Linked DNA regions of Gossypium hirsutum: region 1 is linked to region 2. Evidence: chromatin contacts called from public Hi-C data. All regions are on one chromosome and are shown on one strand. The core of a region is the stretch at or near the end of the contact, and the rest is flanking DNA. Distances in the headings are between cores, read along the strand shown. Region 1 has its middle 17 kb from the start of LOC107925978. Region 2 holds the start of LOC107925953 (polyamine oxidase 2).

The links. Hi-C and Micro-C count contacts between places; a contact is called where the count stands out from the background.
Region 1: a contact with region 2 is called in a Hi-C map of leaf, with 2.5 times the contacts expected there. The contact joins the enhancer-like site here to the promoter of LOC107925953 in region 2. A contact is called at or near these places in 4 of 34 Hi-C or Micro-C datasets (callus, hypocotyl and leaf).

Annotation. Positions count from the first base shown.
Region 1 is chrA12:68,971,714-68,975,568 of Gossypium_hirsutum_v2.1, forward strand. No RefSeq gene overlaps it. Among protein-coding and RNA genes, the nearest start is that of LOC107925978, 17 kb to the right of the region's middle. Within about 2 kb of position 1,743, at least 8 of the 9 cell types and tissues checked have an H3K27ac peak or open chromatin away from gene starts, as enhancers often do. A contact at or near this core is called in leaf, where this site is marked.
Region 2 is chrA12:68,805,891-68,809,794 of Gossypium_hirsutum_v2.1, forward strand. It overlaps LOC107925953 (polyamine oxidase 2), which reads right to left and starts at 2,019. Exons shown (of 10, transcript XM_016856723.2): 1 at 1,512-2,019; 2 at 712-827; 3 at 208-296; 4 at 1-98. The coding sequence starts at 1,551.

The DNA of each region.
Region 1 (3,855 bases), core at 493-2,992, 170 kb after region 2:
AATTGTGAATAAATTTTATTACTATTTAGTTTCACCTTTAAACATTTTTTTAAGTTGGTGTTTTCTGTCGATTTATTTAAACATTTTATATAAAAATAGTGAGAAAATAAAAATACTATTATAATAATTTTTTAATGGGGCAATACAATTCAATGGCATGTTTTTTTTATTTCCTAAGGATCTTTGTTTAGAGTTGGAATCAATTATATGTCGTTTCTGGTGGCAAAAGAGTTCGACTAGACGGGGGATCCACTGGTGTAAATGGAGTGATTTGTGTACTCCAAAGAATCTTGGTGGATTGGGATTTCGTGATTTATGTAAATTCAATGTAGCCTTATTGGCTAAGCAGGGCTGGCGATTGCTCACCAACCTCGCATCTTTCCTTGCACGTATTTACAGTGCTAAGTACTTCCCAAACACGTCATTTTGGAATGCAAGGTTTGGTGCTTACCCATCTTTTATCTGAAAGAGCATTTTCGCAGCCAGGAAGTTATTGGCTGACGAAATGGGGTGGAGAGTAAGTTCGGGTCGTCTAATTAACACCTAGGAGGATAACTGGCCGTCGAAAGGGACCCCTGCTATTAACAGATTTAATATAGGCGATGAGAATTTATTTTTGGTGGCTGATTTAATAGAAGCAAATAACAGAATATGGAAGACTGAGCTTATTACCAGATTGTTTCCCCATGAGATTGCCACGACCATCTGTTGTATTCCACTGTCTGAATATGTTGACGATGATGTGCCAGTTTGGAAAGGAGAACATACATGACTTTACACAGTCAGGAGTGGCTATCAAATGTTAACCTATGCCCCTGATTCTACAGACTCTACCCAAGGTAATGTTGACTTTTACAAAAAAATTTGGTCTCCCAAAATCACTCCCAAAAATAAGATAGCAAATTGGAGAATATTACACAACTTTATTCCTACGGCATCCATACTTTACAATAGAAGACTTGCTATTTCCCATATGTGTCCCCGCTATAATATTGAAGCTGAGACTCCACTACATATAAGCATGCTGTGTGGCCCTGCACAGGAAGTTTGGAGATAGGTTAATATAGAATGGAGTCTATCTGGTAACCATGAGGACTACTGGAGCTAGTTTACTCACCTAATGAGATCGCTTGATACCCAAGCCTGTTTTACGATCGCCATTACAATTTGGGCTTTGTGGTATGCTCATAATAGACATGTCATGGAAGCGAAACAGCAACATGCACTAGAAATTAGTGCCAAAATTATCAGCCTTGTTCGTGAATTGAAGGAGTTAAGAGCGAAATTACCTGAGGCAAGGATAACGATGAAGCAAAGCTGGACCCCCCCGACGGATCTGATGCTCAAGCTTAACTTTGATACTACTTTTCATGCCCAAAGCCAACAATCTTCTTCTGGTTTTGTTGTTAGGAACGCCCAAGGCCAGGTTTTGGGAAGTGGTATGGTATGGAACAATTTTGTCTCTGATCCTTTCATAGGTGAAATGCTTGCTTGCCTTGATGGTCTGCGATTTGCCACTGATATGGGTTTCCAGAATTTAGTGGTTGAAGGGGACTCAAGATCTATTATTGTGCGTATTACTGAGATGGTAGGGATAGATCTGCAATCGGGGTTTATGTTGAAGAAATTAAGCAAAAAGCTAAAATGTTTGATAAAATAATTTTCAGATCTGTTGATAGGAACACGAATCAGGTGGCCCATATTCTAGTTAAAGCAAGGTCTACTTTCAATGAAGACGGATTTTGGGTAGAGGATGTACCTGATATGGATGTGTTGGCTGTGAAGGCTGACTACCCGATCCCAGTTGCACCGGATTAAGGTTGTAACAGCTTAATTTTAATGGTGTCGAAAACAGTGGTTCGAGACCACTAAATCTGACGAGTGAGTTTGAAAATTTTATTATTTATTATTTATGAGTTAAATGTGATTTTAAGAAAATTTTTGAATTAATAATTTATGTTTTAGAAGGAATTATTAGGTTAAGTGATTTTGAAAACGAGTATCGAGACTACGATTTCATAAATCGAGCCGTAAATATTTTTATAAATATCTACGAAGTGTCATTGAGTTAATATTAAAGTTTCGTTAGAAAATTTTAACGTTTTGATAGTTAATTTAGTAAACAGGACTAAATTGAAAAATGTGCAAAATTAGCTAATTAAAAAAATAGTGATTAAATAGCTTAAGTGGTGAATAAGGGAGGACCAAAAAGGCAATTAGACACTTACTAAAAGGCTGAAACGGCATGTGTAGGAAAAAAATCTTGAAATTGGATGATTTTGGTGAAAAATGATTATTTGGGAAATTAAAGTAACAAAAAAAATGACTAAATTGAAATCTAGACATTTTTTCATTAATCTTCGGCCAAAAACACCATAGAAGAGTCTTCAAAAGCTGGTTTTTCATATTTTTACTCCATGGAAGTTCAATTCTTGTTGATTCCTTATAATTTTTATATTTTTAAGACTTTTACAATTTAGTCCTGTAACATCCCGAATTAGGGCCTAGTCAGAATAGTGGTTTTGGGACCACAAATTCGACGTTAAAATAATTATTTTATGATCATTTTGAGGTCTAGGATATGGGAATAAGCATGTGTTAAAGTTTCCTGAAGAAATTCTATGTGCAAGGTGTCCAATTGGAAATTAGCGACCAATTTGAATAGATTGCAAAACTTGGGTTCTAGAAGCAATTTGTATGAAATTGCTTTGGAATATTAATTAGAGGTCCTTAAAGAGTAATTTACCGAATTTCTAGGTTTTTGGACAAAAATGGGCATGTATGGAAAATTTTGAAAGTTTAGTAAGGAAGGGCATTTTGGTCATTTGGTTAATTAAAGAATAAAAAGGGAAAAATAAGCAAAAATCATGTCATTCATCTTCTTCATGCTGCTGAAATTTGCATGCTCTCCATAGCTAGAATTTTCCAACATTTCAAGCTTGATAGTAAGTTAATCTTATCCCCGTTTTTAATGCTCTTAGTATTTTTGAGATCCTCGTAACATGCTCTTTCTATTTCTACCCATATCTCATGCTAGGGTTCATGTTTAGAAAATTACCCATGCATGAGATGTTTGTGTTTTGATGATTTATGAAGGAATATGAGAGTTTAAAGGATAGTAAACAACTTTTCATAAGTGGTTTTTCATGGAAATAGCTTAAAGGACTAAATTGTAAAAATTGTGAAAGTGGGTAGAAAAATATGGAATGAAGGAAAAACATGGGCTGCTATAAGTGTGAATAACATTCGGCTAGGCTTGGGTAGCCAAGGAATTACATGCATTTTATTGTACGAGACTTAGGATTAAATTGTAAATATCATGAAAGGTTAGGAGGCAAAATGACCATTTTGCCCTAGGTGAGTTTTAGGCCTAAAACGAATAATGTAATGTATTAATAATCTAATTTTATTGATATAGACCCCAAGAAACCAATTCCAGAAGTCGACTGTGGAAAACGAAAAGTTTCGGAATAACCGAGACACAAATCCAAAACGACTACCAGGTAAGTTCGTATTGTGACAGCCCAAAATTGACCCTAGTCGGGAAGTGGTTTCGGGACCGCTAAACCGAGTCACCGAAAGGTTCGAATGTGATGTTTATTGTCTAGAATATGTAATCATGAATGTGTGAAAATTTCAAGCTTCGATTTAGTCGTTTGCATGTGAATTTAGTCAATAGGACTTATATGAGAAAATTTTAAAATGTGATAGGTCAATGCATGAGGACCTATTAGTGCATGTGGAAGAAAAAGGGGACTTGCATGTCAAATTCCCCCTCCCTAATATGTAGTGGCCGGCCATGCTATAGGTGGAAACATGTCACCAACATGTTGTGTTAGTGATGTATGGTAAGGA
Region 2 (3,904 bases), core at 769-3,268:
CATACAGCACAGAGTTATCACCACTAGTCCGATAAAGTGGTAGTCCAAGTCTACTGATCAATGGTGCCAAGGGATTTTCTTTCGAAACTCCATGCAACCTGAAAGATTTGTATTTTTGGAAGTATTTAGTCAGATAAAATTCATTCACACAATTGAAGAGGATTTGCATGTACACAAATAGAAAGAAAAAAAAAACAGCAAGTGTACCATGAAGCACCAAGGTCAACAGGAAAACCAAATGAGTAATCAGTATGAACTCGACCTCCAATTCTGTCCCTGGATTCTAACACCGTAACCTAAAAACACAACCAAATTCTGTCAAACGTAAAGAAACAATAAAAATTAAGTCCAAATGAGCAAAGCTTCCATCTTTAATGAGACACCAAATGCTTAACGTTTGATTTGGTCAAGTGAATTCGAATCTTGAAGAAGTGACGAACATGACTTATAGGATAACGGAAAGCTCATGGCCAAATATACCGTCATGCATATATAATATAATAAAAAGAGAAAAGCTTCATTGGATTTAGGCTCTGCTTTGTACGGAGGATGGAAAAAGTGAGAATGGGAAACTTCTCAATCTAATGATTAAACTACAAAGTAAGAAAGTGGCTATGAATCTTAATCATTTGATTAAGAAATTATCCATCCACTTTTCCATCCTTCATATCAAGCAAATAGAGAAGCCCCAAATTTAGAAGATTTAGTTACCTGAAATGAGGCTTCATGGAGAGCACGTGCAGCTGCAATTCCAGCCATTCCAGCCCCAATCACGATTACTGAAGGTGTTCTTACAGGCCTCCTCGCCCCATTTGGATAGCAAATACCTTCCAAATAGTTACCAAAAGTTTTCTTTTATTTAATTATTATTTTCAGCTTGTGCCAAATTTCAAACGAAACTTCTAATATCATGAAAATTAGCAGAAAATATAGTAAATGTTAAATAAAAAGAATGAGATCCTTATTTCATCAGCATCAACATGGCCCCAATACTTCATAATTTTTATGCATGTATATTTAGACATGATTTCCACTATCAGTTCAATATTTTTGTACATACATCCATTGATAACTTTTTCACTATATTCTCAAACCTTAAAATTTTTAAAGAACATTTCTTTAAATATTTTTTTCAATCTAACAAAAGCAAATCATACTGAAAAAAAAATTGTCCTTGTATACTTCAAAAAACATGACACAAAATCTTTGATACGTTTTAAATAAATAATGTTTTCTAAAAAAATTTGAATGTTTGAATTTTAAGCTTGCCTATTAAATAAAAAATTCCGTACATAACACATAATCACTAGTCAAACATAAATAATTTTAAGAATTAAAGAAAAAGAAAAGCTAATAATGTTAAACTAACTTAAACAACCAGTCACCTCATTTTTATCAATATAATCGCATGTTGTCAAATGAATCACGGTGTCAGATAAGCTGCATCTCCAATTAATTAAACAAAACTACCGACAAAAAAACAGATAGAGAAAGAGAAAGAAACAACGAACCTCCACGCAATTGGTGATTACTCTTGTCCGACGACTCCATGGATTAAGATCGGGATTAGGATTTAGATTTAAGATGTAAGGGAGGAATATGATTGGAATTAGAATTAAACAATAATAATAAAGGCTCAGTTGATTTTTTTTCAAATTTAAATAACGAAGGAGGTAATTGATGGGAGTAATGAAGAATAAAAATTAAAAGACACGTTATAAAATGGTTGGAACAATTCAACGAAGAGAAGCAAGTAAAACCCAGATTTCCCAACCAGCTCATGCGATTTCCTTTCTTTTTCCGATTCTATCCCTCCTCTTCGTCTTTAATCCCCGTTTTTCCAGAAAGAAACCGGCAATGATAATAAGATCTCAAGATCGAAACGAGAATTTTAAATCGCCGGAGTTTTGAGATTATGGGGGTATATTTGGAAGCCGGAGATTTCACAAAAGAGGGAGAGAGAAATGGAAATAAAATTAGAAAATTCTAGAGAGAGAAGGGGCGTTTTGGATGAATCCTTGTATATGGCTTGCCTTAATTTATAGAGTCGCTTTGCCATCGTGAAAAAAAAGAGCTCCAAGTGTTCCCACTCGCGTAGGTGAGAATGAACTGTACGCGCTTTCTTTTGAGACCACGTGGTTATATTTTAAAGGTGCTTTAAGATATTGAAATTAGTTGAACCATGACGAGAGGTATGTGTTAGTTAAACGTGTACATAAAGCGGTGAGGGTTGTGAGAATAAGGGTGTTTCAGTCATGTGATAAACGTCTCCAGCCTGCTGCGTTACTATTGTTAGGAAGGTAAAAGGAGGAAAAAAACAAAAAGTGAATGTATTCCTTGAGTTACAGGGGATGGTAAAACAGTGAAGTTTTGGAAGGATAGTTGGATTCTATGTATGGGTCCTTTGATTCAACATTTTGAGATTCCAATGATGTTGCAAGGCTCAGCTCACGTTTTTTATTATGTGGACTGGAAGGGTTTGGGGGATTGGAATCGTTTCGTGCCTTACTTGGATCATCAAACAACTGTAAAAATTGCTTCAGTGACTATAGATATGGACCTAAGTCTTTGGTGAGACACACTGAATGGCATATGCACTGTGGCAGCAGCACATCACAAGCTTGTTGGTGCAAATTGGGAAATAGAATGTGATTTGGAAGTTTCAAGGCCATTTGAGGGCTAACCGTCAAGGAGCATTTGCTGACAAATAGTAAGCAATTGAGGAAAGGCATCTCAACCTAAGATCTTTGCCCAATTTTCAGGTGTTATCCTGAGACCTCTCTTCATGCTCTAAGATATTACTTTTGTGCTAAAGAAGTTTGGGGTCAATTAGTTTCAAAAGATATGAAGAACATGTTTTATGCTGGGTATTTCTAATCTTGGCTGTAAGGAAACATTGGAAACTGAATGAGCATCTCGAGGAGGCAGGTGGACTGAAAAATCTATTTTGTTATGGCTTGCTTTAATATTTGAAAGCAAAGGAACTGGTTTTTTTTTCAGAGCAAGGAACTAAATCCAGGAGAAGTGGTGCTACGCACTTTGTGCATGGCTAAGGGATATATATTATTGGCTAATTATATATGTATAGATGAGGTGAAATTTATTAAATTCAATTCATCAAAGCTGTCAATTTTTAAATTTGAAAAATCATTCAACTTGCGATGACTTTTTGGATGAGATCTAGACATTTCTTGATTGAAATATCTCATAGCATTCAAAGAGCTATCTCTTAACTTCGAATCGCACTTTGAATCACTCGATTTTGAGTCTGGAGACTCAACTTATGACTATTTTAGAGAAGACCATACAAGCAGAATTTTTGGACGTGATTATTATGAGAAATTACGAGTTTCGACCTTTAATTCTGTTAATTCTTATTGGGTTCAATTTTAATGCTTAATTTTTATTATATATAAGGCCAATATTGTATGTAGGAATTTTATGTTTCTTAGCCAACAATAAAGTTTAGTTCCACCAGAATGTTTATTGTTTAGATTAACTAGAGTTTCATTCTATTTAGGAGTTGTTGTAACGGCTTGATTTTCTACATTATCGAAAAATTCAATTTTGAAGAATTTTTAAATAAATTATAATTGAGTAGTCACATGTTGAATATGGAAATAGTAGGATTGAATCATTAAGTGAAATTAAATTAGATAAATTACTAAGAATAGTAATAATGTAACACCCCAGTTCTGGCGTATAATCCTAAGGTAGTATGATTGGCAGAGTAAGCTTCGCCCAAGTGGATCTTTCGGCGCATAGAGCGGGTGTGTACAATTATATGGTTAAGATAATAAAGGTTCATTGTCAGGTGGCTATGGTAGTTGGAATAAGATCAATGGCCAAGTAAAATTGGTACTGAGAATATGAATTTGTGTTAGGAATAGTGCACCCGTTAATG